Regions from separate parts of the Sus scrofa genome. Here regions 1 and 3 are each linked to region 2. The links are chromatin contacts, called in public Hi-C and promoter capture Hi-C maps. All regions are on one chromosome and are shown on one strand. Each heading gives the region's core, a stretch centred on a gene start, on an enhancer-like site or on the middle of the called end of the contact. The rest is flanking DNA. Distances are from core to core; before and after follow the strand shown. Region 1 holds the start of C12H17orf58 (UPF0450 protein C17orf58 homolog). Region 2 holds the start of PITPNC1 (phosphatidylinositol transfer protein, cytoplasmic 1). Region 3 holds the start of KPNA2 (karyopherin alpha 2 (RAG cohort 1, importin alpha 1)).

The links. Promoter capture Hi-C pulls out the DNA fragments that hold promoters and counts their contacts. Hi-C and Micro-C count contacts between places; a contact is called where the count stands out from the background.
Region 1: a contact with region 2 is called in a promoter capture Hi-C map of fetal liver, with 3 times the contacts expected there. The contact joins the promoter of C12H17orf58 here to the promoter of PITPNC1 in region 2. A contact is called at or near these places in 3 of 5 promoter capture datasets (fetal liver, fetal skeletal muscle and liver) and 5 of 47 Hi-C or Micro-C datasets (embryonic fibroblasts, heart right ventricle, liver and 2 more).
Region 3: a Hi-C map of liver shows a contact between it and region 2, with 2.9 times the contacts expected there. The contact joins the promoter of KPNA2 here to the promoter of PITPNC1 in region 2. A contact is called at or near these places in 1 of 5 promoter capture datasets (liver) and 5 of 47 Hi-C or Micro-C datasets (embryonic fibroblasts, heart right ventricle, liver and 2 more).

Annotation. Positions count from the first base shown.
Region 1 is chr12:14,260,146-14,264,002 of Sscrofa11.1, forward strand. It overlaps C12H17orf58 (UPF0450 protein C17orf58 homolog), which reads right to left and starts at 1,534. Exons shown (of 3, transcript XM_021068119.1): 1 at 1,408-1,534; 2 at 967-1,158; 3 at 1-310. The coding sequence starts at 1,069. The coding sequence ends at 120. It overlaps LOC110256159, which reads right to left. Exons shown (of 4, transcript XM_021068075.1): 3 at 1,322-1,944; 4 at 1,153-1,161. The coding sequence ends at 1,153.
Region 2 is chr12:13,739,051-13,743,048 of Sscrofa11.1, forward strand. It overlaps PITPNC1 (phosphatidylinositol transfer protein, cytoplasmic 1), which reads left to right and starts at 2,353. Exons shown (of 9, transcript NM_001143722.1): 1 at 2,353-3,062. The coding sequence starts at 3,015. LOC110256161 reads right to left here. Exons shown (of 3, transcript XM_021068117.1): 1 at 3,595-3,998; 2 at 3,193-3,313; 3 at 2,605-3,020. The coding sequence starts at 3,662. The coding sequence ends at 2,697.
Region 3 is chr12:14,283,641-14,287,149 of Sscrofa11.1, forward strand. KPNA2 (karyopherin alpha 2 (RAG cohort 1, importin alpha 1)) reads left to right here and starts at 1,672. Exons shown (of 11, transcript NM_001163404.1): 1 at 1,672-1,685; 2 at 3,024-3,125; 3 at 3,275-3,412. The coding sequence starts at 3,051.

The sequences.
Region 1 (3,857 bases), core at 284-2,783, 520 kb after region 2:
TAAAGGAGCCGTGTGCCCTATTCTAAGGGAAAAACCCCATGACGTGATGCTAGGCCTTTCGCGTCTTGTTGCTGAAATCCAAGTCTCTTGAGGAACCAGAAGAGCCAGGCTGGAATGTTTCACATGCATTGGGTGTGAATTGCTCCTTGCACTTGCCCATCCCTTTTTCGGTTAAATCTTTTCACATAGCTGCTGCTGCTCCTGACTAGTCCATCTCCGGGTCGGAGGCGCCCCCTCAGGACCTGAAGCAGAGCTGTAGGTAGCTGCCTTCTTTTATGATAGATGTGGCCCATCACAATATACCTGCTGCCTGGGGGGGGAAAGAAAAAAAAAAAAAAAGCCAACATGTAAATTCATAGTATCTTCAAAAATGCCACGAAACAATGTGAAAATGGAATAAGGACTTTAAGAAACGCCTAAGCTTGAATCTGTTATCTTGCTGCACATGGTGCATCTCAGACATTTATTTAACCCTCAAACAACAGAGACAGCCTAGTGACCTTTATAGAATAATCAGATTACCCAGCCTGTAAACAGCCAACACTAGGAGCAAAGTTCCTAATCACAACATATCAGCAGGACTTTACCGAGCACACCTCTAGAAAGACGTGGCAGTGCGCAGCACCCGCCCCCCAAAAAAGACGCTTCTACACTCAGTTTAAATGGCCCCGTAGGCGTCCCTTCTGGCAACGGTGTTTCATCGTTCCCTTCATTTGTCCACAAACATTTATTGAGTGTCTGCTTTGTGCCAGCCCGTGCAGTTCCCATCTTTAGCCGGTGGCGCGGGAGGAAGGTGTGCGCTGATGGAATTTAAATCCCAGAATTTAAATCCCCGAAATAATACCTGTCGTCTAAATTCTAAGAATACCCCTCTCCCCGTAAAAGGTACTAGGGTGACCGACAGAGACCAGGCTCCGGCATATTCAATGGTGTCATAAATATAAAATGGTCACTTAGTTTCAATACCAGGTTTAAATTCTGGACATGGCTTATTGCAACTGGAGGTGTCCAGGGCTAATATGTGGACTCGGAAGAAAAACCCGTCCGGAGTGATGTACAGGCGGCTCATCTTGTACAGCCCGTCCCGGTCCACCAGCAGAGTCACCAGCCGGATCCCTGTGCCGAGCACGTCCACATCATGCACGATTCCGTTCACTGCTGCTTGCAAAAAACAAAGAGTTTGGAGAAATACAGAGCGCTCCCTTCCTCTTTCTCTCCCCAGAGCGTTTTTAACAAATCGCGAAATAGTCCACACGGCTCTGGGGCCTGCAGGACCGAGCGGGTGGGATTCTCTAGGGTTTGGTTTAGGATCCCGGTGTACAGCCCGACTCCCTCGGCTCGGAAAGGCTCTCCCCGCGGCCGGGGCTCGGCCGTCCGGGCCCGGGAGGAGCGGCGGGCGGGGCTCACCGAACTCGCTGGCGCAGTAGGACTCGCGCACGTCCAGGTCCGCCCCGCAGGCGCGCGCGCAGGGCTCGGCGCCTGGCTCGGCGTCCTCCGTCCGCGGCGGGCGCGGCGGCGGCGGCGCGGGCGCGGGTTCCGGGAGCGGCGCGGCGGCGCGCGGCCGGTTGAGGTAGGCGGGGTCGGCGGGGGCCTCGGCGGCGCGCGCGGGAGCTCGCGCGGCCGGGAGGCGCAGGTGCCGGGAGCGCGCGCGCCGCGGGGAGTCGTCCAGCGCGGGCACGCGGCGCGGTGACGCGCGGTTCTCGGCCTGCGCGAGGCGCGGGCTCGGCGGGTCGGCGGCCGCGCGCGCTGCCTCCCGGAAGCCGGCCCGGTTCTCGGCGGGCGTGGGGGGCTTCCGGCGCCGCAGGTCCGACCAGGCGCGGGGAGCGGCGTCGGCTGCGCGCGGCCGCCGTTGGGTTTCGGGGACCGGCTGCGCCCGGGGCCCCGGTGTCTCTTCAGCGCTCGGGCCGCCGCCGGGGTCGGGCTTCCTGTTGTGGGGCGACGAGGCTGTAGGGAGAGAGGAGCAGAGGCCCGGGAGGGCGTCAGGGGAGGGGAGGAGAGGCCGGGCGGGCAGAGGGGACGGAGGAGGGGACGGGGAGAGGAGGGGGCCGGCGTGGGGGTGGGGGGAGCGTCGAGGGGAAGGGGAGAGGCCGAGACGAGAAGGGAGAGAGGAGGGGAGGAGAGGTGAGGCCGGGGAGGCTGAGAGATGAGGCTGCCGAGGGGGAGAGAAGCCAGTGGGGGGGAGAAGAAAGGGCTCCGGGAGGGGAGGAGATGGGGGACAATGCAAACGTAGCAGACACCTGCGAGAGGCGAGGTGGGGCGGCCAGGAGACTTGCAAGTAAAGGAAAAAGAATGGGAGGGGGAAGAGGAAGGCCCCCCAGCTTCTGAGGAGCACAGGTTTCCTAGGCCCCACAGGAGGACGGAGATGAGGGTCTTGCCCTCTAAGAATGAGGCCAACTAGGAAGAATTTTCTCACCGCATGGGAACATTTCATTTTGTTAAGGAACCTTCGCAAAGCAACGGCTTTTAAAATTACAACCACCTATTTGTTCCAGGACTAAACATAACTGACAACTTTGGTTAAATAACAAACTCTTTTTGCCCTTTCTTTAATGTATATATAAACATCCGCCTTTTTGCTCTGTACAGTTTGTTGAGAAAGTACCAAGAGCAAACCCCAGGGGGAAAGGGCTCATATTACAGGTTCTCCTAATTGTTTAAGCGCCCCTGACAACAGAACTATTTGGTTTTCCCATCCGTGTTTACACTGTCATCTTGGTCTCTGCAGAACCCAGCATTTGTGAGTGGATTTTTATCTGGCTTCTTGGACACCACTTATTAGTAAAACACAGCTTAGAAAGATTTTTAAAGTGTGGCCGGGAGGCAGAGGCCCTTGGTGAAGTATAAAAGCACACACATCACTTACATTGCCCTCCCACCCCCGCCCCCTTGCATGGTGGAGGAAAAGCTCCTAAATGGCATATGGCATGAAAACACATTTTTGAAATTATTAGTGATTTTCCCCAGCTCTGCAGGCAGGTTGGTGAGCAAACTTCAGCCAGCTTAGAAGCTGGGCAGCTTTCCATGCCCAGTTACACAATATCACCTCCCCGTTTGCCTGGGTCCCAGTGCCCTCCAGACGGGCACAAGAGTCCAGCTTTATTTTTCTATTGTTTTAACGGCTGGTTTTTAGCATTTCTCTCCTCTGGCATCGAAGAGCTTGGTCTGTCCATGTGCAGCTCTTGCAACACTTCGTTTAAAGTGATTTATCTTGCCAAATGGACAATCTCCCTTAAAATCAGCTTTCACCCAGCAATAATAGCTGGTTATAGTTCATGTTTTTGCAAAGAGGTTGATTCTGACTCATTATGTTCAACGTTGCCCATACACAGCTGAATAAAGTTCTGGTGGATATCCAATTCCTGACTGTCAACTGTTGACCTCACAACTGCTTCCCCATTGATATCACCATCTGTTGTCATGGGAAAGATTGTCTGATATTTGGGTTAAATGCCACTGAAGTCATTCAATTTCCATGTGGAAAAATAACCCAAAGTAAATTGCCCTGTGAGGTGCGGAAGCTATTTTTCCCAGAGATAGTGGATAGAACAGAAACATCCAAATAAAAGCAAAACAAAAACACCTCCCGTAGAGAACCTCATGTCTTCGTTCCCTCTGTAATTTTCATCTCATGCAATGAAATTGTGTGTGTGTATTTTAAAGACTCAGGTGTCCCAGGGCCATGGGTTGGGGCTGCAGGGAGAGAGGAGAAAGGTCTGAGATTTCAGGCTCCCTGCAAGCCCCCAGCCCCGGCAGGGCGCACCCAGCGCCTCTGATCGCTCTCGGGACAGGGACCCGGGCGCAGGGCGGACCCCGCGCTCCTCCGGGCGCCCGCCGCCAGCCGCGTCCCCAGAGCCCGG
Region 2 (3,998 bases), core at 1,103-3,602:
CCCCTCCCCCAAGCGCTGTTGTAGTGAAAACCTTCGGCCCCCAAGTCCTATGCAAATCTTTTAAATCCATCATCTTTTTTTTTTTTTTTCATTCGCTAATTCTGACCATCCCCATTTGTCTCCCTTAGAATTATAGTAATGTAATAACCCCTGGCCTCTGGTATCGTTCATTCCTAACCCAACCGACATACTGCCATCAGAATCACTTTCCAAAAACATAGATTGTCAGCACTCTGCTGCATACTGGTGTCGTGGGGGATGAGGTGGGGGAGGATTCTCTGAAAGCAGTGGCAGCAGCAGAAGGGTCAAGGTAAGAGGAGCCCTTCGACTACCAACAGAACTTTTTTTTCACTTGGCTGGAGTAGGGCTGGAAAAGGGTGGAGGGGCTGTGTGGGAAAGGTGGATTCAGATCCTTGATCCTCCTGCCAAGGAATTTTAACTCACATGGTCGGCCACAGAGAATCACCCAGAGGTTTGGAAGGTGGCAGGATTAGCGTTGTGCTTGAACAAGAGTAATGTGACCAGGCACGTGGACAGAGTGGAGTTCAGTGGAGAAGTCAGCTTAGCAGAGGGGAAAAGGCAGAAACATACATGTGATCATTTTCCCGCTGGCGAGATTCAGAGAAGTAGTGCCTTATGCATAATATTCATCAGCAAGAGACTTAGTTACAGGATCAATGTCAGGAAATGTCTGGGAAGCCAGAAATATGTCCACATATCCTGATGTCCTGAGTGCAAATGCATGTGTGGCTGGCCAGGACATTCCCCTAGCTGCTTCTGGGAAGAGTATTAAGTGCCAGAAGTGAAGCCACCACTCTTGTTTTAGGAAGAAGCAGAAAAAAGAAAAACAGCTTGTGCTTCCTCTGTGTATCACAGGCTTTCATGGGTTATTATTCAGCACTATAGTGTCAGATTTAGATTTTCCACCTCGAGGAATTTGGTTTAGCTTTAATTAGTTGCTGTGAATCTTTCTGAGCCAACTCTGGGAAGCATTTATCTAGAAAATAGTTTTCCCTGGAATATAAGCTAGATATAGGGTTTCATTTTTCTATCAGCCTCTGTATCTTGTTCACACAGTTATAAATTCTCTCCAGCCATCTGGATGATTTTAGCCACAGCCCACCATAGTTATATTGGTTAATTACTTATTACTCATAATTTAAGATACTATATGTTGAGACCATCTGTATGTATCGCCATCCAAAACTCTGTGAGATGCTGCAGGACTTTAGAGCATGGATTTTTTTTTCCGGGAAAAGATGATGCTTGCAGGTTATTCTGCAAAGGGGCAACTGATGCATTTTTCATCCAGCAACTTTTCAGAAAAACAAGCTTAAAAATACCAGACAAATGAAAAACAGACTTCAGCAGTTACATGCAGCTTCCTGAGTAACTGAAGAATGTGCCTCTTGTGGTTAAAATGAGGGATCTGTTTAATATGGATGAAATACCAACACTCCAGGCATTTTCATTGACATTTCACTGTGACTTTTTGAACTTGAGAGTGCTGACAGGAAAACCTATTCTTGCTGCTCTGTGAAGCCTGCAGTCAGACTGCAGAGCAGGGCCAGGAGAGGTAAGAGGTTATGTGTGGCTCACGTTCCCTCTGGTTGTGTCTTTCTGTTGGGACTTCATTTTCACTCACATTGTTGCACTTTCCAGTTTCTGGATTCCTGCTCTGAAACCAGTTAGGAAACCAGGCAAGGGTTTGTTCTGCTCCCAAACCCCATTGCCTCTCCAGCGCCGGACTTGCTTACTGGACCAAAGCGAAAACGCTCTCGGTGGGCATTTGTAAAAACACCCCCCCCAAAACAACACCCCCCCCCTTTTCCTAAAGGGCAAGGAACACGTCTGTACCTTGGACCCAGAAGCTACCCAGGGTTTCCGGGCCGAGCACCGTGGCACCCGGAGCACGTCTGAGAACAGATTCAAAGGGTAAAGAGCCGAAGAGAGCCCCCTTTTCCGATCCATCCCAACGCCGGCCGGGCTCGGCTCTCCGGGGCAGCCCTGCCGTCTGGCAGCAGCCCGGGAGAGACATGCTGTTTTGTTTAAATCCTCCACATTCTTTGCCATTTCCCCATTGGCCGGATGGGGCTACCCTCCCCGCCGCGGCCGCTGCTGATGTCAGCCTCGCTCGCGCTCGCCCCTCCCGCACCCACCTCCCCGGCCGGAGGCACACTGCAGCTCGGCGGCGCCGACTCTCCGGCCCCGGCGAGGTGGCTGCAAACTCGCGGGCACGCAAAGCGCTCGGGGAGCCGAGGGACTCGGGGGAGGGGACGCGCGCGGAAGGCGCCAGCTTCCTCCCGCCCGCCCCTTGCAGCCGCGAGCTGAGGTCGGAGGAACCGGGGCCCCAGCCCAGCAGAGCCGAGCGGCCGCGGCGGCTTCCCTTTTCTCCACCAGCGAGCCCTGGAGTGCCTCGGGGACCGGCCCTAAAAAGAGCAGGAAATCTTGTTTACCGCCCGGGGAGCAGAGCTGATCGAGCCTTTGTCTGGAAAGTCAGCATCTCTGACTGCAATGTGTTCCTGGTGACATTAGCCTTGGGCAGACCGGCCGGAGAAGGGGATCGCCAGGTTCAGATCTGGTTTCAGAGGCGGATCGAGCGGGTGACTTTTGTGCATTCGTTTTAATTTTTGGAAATCTCTCTTTTTTTCCCTCCCTCGCCCGCCGCCGGGCATGCCCTGATCTGGCGCCCGCTCCTACCGACCCGGGCTACCGAATAGAGCGGTTTCCAGCCGGTCTCCCTCCCTCCCCGCCTGACTTTGCAACACCGCGTTCCAGGAGGATCGACCTCGGCAAGGAAGGAGACGGAGGAGCGGTGAACACCCGGACCCGAACCTTGACATGCTCTCGGGCGGTGAGGAGGAAGCCAGGATCTGAGCGCACCGCCGGGGCTGCCTCGCCCGCCGGCTCCGAGCGCGGGGCTCCAGGCGCCCTGCCCTGTGCCTGGGCGGCAGCGCTGTTAGTCTGGGGGCGCCCTCCGCTTCCTGCCTTAGGGGTCCGCGGCCGGCAGGATCATGCTGCTGAAGGAGTACAGGATCTGCATGCCGCTCACCGTGGACGAGGTAACCGCCGCGCCGGGCCCGGCCTCGCCTGCTCCCGGCCCCTCCCGCCCCGGGGTGCCGCGTACCCCCTCACCGCCTCCCCGCCCCCAGGTCCACTGCGGGCGGCGGGGAAACCCTGGTGGAATATTACCTTCCAAAGCGGGAGGTTGGAGGGGGAGGAGGATGAGGAGTTGCTGCTTCCACTTGTCACCCTGGCAAGGAGGGCGGCATTGGGTGGGGCGGCGGACTCCAGGTGGGCTTTTGGGGGGCACCTAGAACCCAGATTGCCGGGGATCAGAATGTGCTAAAGGGATTTGGTCACCCCCTCCCTCCAATTAAGAAGATGAATAAAGCAAAGCCAGAGCGCCAAGCGCGCTCTAGTAGCTGGGGATGGGGGGGCATCCCGTCCTGGCGTGGGGGCCCAGGCTCTGCTCCCGCCCTTCGCTGGAAGGTTGGGGTAAGGGAGAAGACCTTCACCCTTGGGTTCTGGAAGCCCCGGGGCCCGCTGGGGGGCACCTCGGAGCTCTTGGGGAGTCAGTTTGGGCCCGGACACCTTGTCATCGCCGCCACCCTGGGTGCCGCTCCCGCCACGCCCGCGTTTCGAGCTTCCAGACCTGGCATCGACCTTTCTCTAACCGCCTGGCTGGGAAACTTTGTGCGTGTCTTGTTTCTTTGGCCGCGGGGAGAGTGGTATGCGGGAGCCAGGAGCGGAGGGGGCTGCGGTGCGGCCACAGGGGGGCGCTCCAGCACGTGGGTGAGGGCCGGCCCTGGCTCGCGGGTCCAGCGCTGCAGGGCGAGGGGCGGGGGCTTGTCCCGGGCTCGTACTCCACCCGCCGCTCAGGTTCCTTTCTCCCAAGCAGCAAGTTCCATCATTCAGGAAATGATGACTCAGGATTGTTCAGGCCCTGGCTTCCCTTTATTCCCCCCCTCTGCATCCCTACCTTTTTGGTGATTTCA
Region 3 (3,509 bases), core at 422-2,921, 540 kb after region 2:
ATTTTCATGCAAAAGAAAGCCCAATTACACTAACTTAAACAACAAAGGAAGTGATGATATAATTATCACAAAGGATGATATAATTGCAGCCTTCTGAGGTAGGTCAGGATGGTGATCAAAGCTTTCATGGTTTCTCTACAATTGTCTTAACTCAAATTTCTAGAACTCACATCACTCAGTTCGGAACAGAGCCTGCTTTCCCACCTCCAATCATTAAACAAAAAGCATAGGCTTCACAACTGGATGAAATTAGGTCAGATGACTGCCCCTGAGCCATTCATTGTAGCAAAGGGAATGCCTTGCAGTGACTGGTTTACAGGTGAATTCCTTCCACGTTTTCGCATTTGGGCAGATAGGATTATACTGATTGGGTAGGTGAGAGGAGACAACCTCCTGTGATTCCCTTGGCTGCTACACAGTGCATGAAGCTGGCAAAAATGCCTGCAAGAAGAGACGAAGACCATTGTTTGAATTTATAGTAAAAAACACACAAACAACAAAACCAATACAGCTTTTCTTAAAAATACCCTTTTCAGAATACGGAAAAATTATGAAAACAAAGTGGCCTATAACACTGACATTACGAGAACCATCACTGATGCTTTTTTAAAAATTACAAGAAAATGCAAGCATTTTATTCAGAAATGTATAAATTGTAGCATAAGTCATTACTGGAACAACTGACAAAATTTGAACATGGACTATATAATAAATCACATCGAAGTTCAGATGTCTTGAATTTGATGATTGTGGAGTGGTTATATAACAGAATGTCCTTATCCTTCCAAGGTGCAACCCAAAATATTTAGGGATAAAGGGACATGATTTCTCAAACTTACCCTTCAAAAGGTTGAAAAGTATCATGTAAAAGCTATGCATATGGGCCTACTAGTACGTGTGGGTATTTACACAGAGAAAGAAATAGTAAATGTGGCAAATGTTAACACTTGGCAAATATGCATAAAGATTTATAGTTCTTTTGTATTTGAAAATAAAAAATAAGACTGGAGAAACAGATGTAGTAAACCTTTTGTTACCATTACTTGTGCCGTCTATGCAGTCTTTTATGATGCAAGTTAGAAGAAAAAAAAAACTAAACTAAAAAGTGCAGCACAAATCTGCTTTATCCATCCCCTCCTTGGTGGCCCTGCTAACCTTTGGTGGCCTTTTTCTTCTGAGTCCTATCAGAGAAAAAAATACATAGCAATGTATTTCTATATCGAAATTTTAAAAATTATTTGGGGAATCATTTGTGGTTCTCTTAAGGCAGACGCCAAGGGTAACGACCAACCACTGTACACGAGTAAACCCTCGGTAAAGGACCGAGGCTATGGCCAAGGCGGGCTGGAAACTAGCCCTTCGCGCTGCACGCCGGGACCTGAAGGCTGCCGCCTCCGAACTGCGGGGCGCTCTGGGATCGCCCGGCCGCTCCCTCATCTCGCGATGCTATCGTATCTTCTGGGCCCTCTGACCCCTCCCAACGTGTTTTTCAAATCCACCAATGGACGTCTAGCATAAGCTCGAACCAGCCAATCGGAATGCGGAGCCACCGGGAAATTTAAATCGCGCCGGCTGCACGAGCCACACTGTCCTCGCGCTGACCGTGGTGGACGTTTTGAGAGACCCTGAGCCGCAGCCTGAGCGCCCCTGACCGCCTCCTGTGGAAGCCTGAGCCGGCTGTGTAGGTACGAACCTAGGCCGCAGTCCGGCCTGAGTGGCAACGGCTGGCCTGTAGGCCGGGCTCGGCTTGTGGGTGGCGGGAGGGAAGGCCCGGGCTATACGCCTGGCCTAGCTTTGGCTTCTTTGGTTGACGAGGCCTTTGGGGTCGTTCGTTTACGAGACGGGTGTTTGGGGATGCGGGTGCTTGGGTTTTAGGGCCCGAGGCTCTGCAAACCGCCGCAATGGCATTTACTCGAGAATCAGAGTGAGGCCCGAGGGCGAAAGCCCAAGTAGGTTGCCGGGCGCCTCTGGCTCCTCCTCCGTCAGTTCCCGGCTGCTCCTTCCCCGAAATGGGGCGGGGAGGGGGGAGCAGGGGAAGGGACTGGAGATGGAGGTGGCAGTTGGAAGTGCTGTCTCTTAAAACACGTCGGCCCTGGGTTGGTTGTGTCACTATTTCGTAAAAGAACAAAATGAAATTAAAGATAGCCCCCTCCCCCCCTTAGGAGGACTTTTCCTTTTGTGATCTTTTGGGGAGTGCGCTTAAGTAGCCACGTCTGAGTGAAGCACAGCTGGGGATATCAACCTAATTTGGTGCATTCACTCGGAATTCCTCGAAAGTGTGCGAGATGCTGAAGATGAAGAACTGCGTCGCGAGTTTTCAGTGTGGACAGGACATTTTATGAAAGACTCCATAACGTAATGATGAGTCAGATTTTTAACAACTTTCAACTGTGGAGAATGTACCTGTTAGGCCATTTAAAGACAGTGGAGCCTCCAGAGGATCTGAATTTATGGCCCCTAGGACAAAGATTTTACCTATAAGCTCAGTCCCCCTACTCCGAGTTCAGTTAAGTATTTGTAGATCCTCTATAGAGTCTAGAGCCGCTCTGTGCAGTGCGGTAGTCGCCAGACGCAAGTGGCTAGTCTGAATCGAGTTGTGCTGTAAGCTTAAAGTACAGATCTTGAAGAATTGGTAGGAAAAAAGAATGTGAAATATCTCAGTAATTTTTTTGATATTTTAACGTGTGGAAATGAGAATATGTTGGATGTGTTGGGTTAAATATTAAAATTAATTTCATTTGTTTCTTGTTACTTTTTTTAAACAAAATGTGGCTACTAGGAAATTTAAATTTAGGCTGCTTGCTTTATATTTCTGATGGACAGCACTGCTCCAGGAAGTCTCAGCCCTTCGGAGGGGAGGGGCCAAATATCCTTTGGCTAAAACTACATAGTGCTGAAAAAGGAAGTTCCTCTTCCATTACAAAAGTGTGGATTCAATATGTTTTCGATAATTCCCTTGATGCTTACCGTATTGCCAATCAAAATGATAAAAGGGAATTTTTTTTCTCTCCCTCATCTTATAGATACCTCCCTCCCTTTGTCTCATAACCATGTCCACCAATGAGAATGCTAATTCACCAGCTGCCCGCCTTAACAGATTCAAGAACAAGGGGAAAGACAGTACAGTGAGTACTTTCTGTTGCTTTCCTGTGGTATTTTTTAAATGGCAATATATTTGAAGGGGTCAAAACTTTGAAGGAATTTGAAAAAAATGCCATCACTTGGCAACAAAAACTGGTGTAATAGGTGAAATGATATGTAATTTTCTCTCAAGGAAATGAGGCGGCGCCGAATAGAAGTTAATGTGGAGCTGAGGAAAGCTAAGAAGGATGACCAGATGCTGAAAAGGAGAAATGTCAGCTCTTTTCCTGATGACGCTACTTCTCCACTGCAGGAAAACCGCAATAACCAGGTAAGGATATTTCAGCTTGTGATTATGGTAAACCCAGAAAATCAATATGGGTCTTTTCTTAGAAATTTAAATAACATTCCTAGCTTTATAGTCTTAA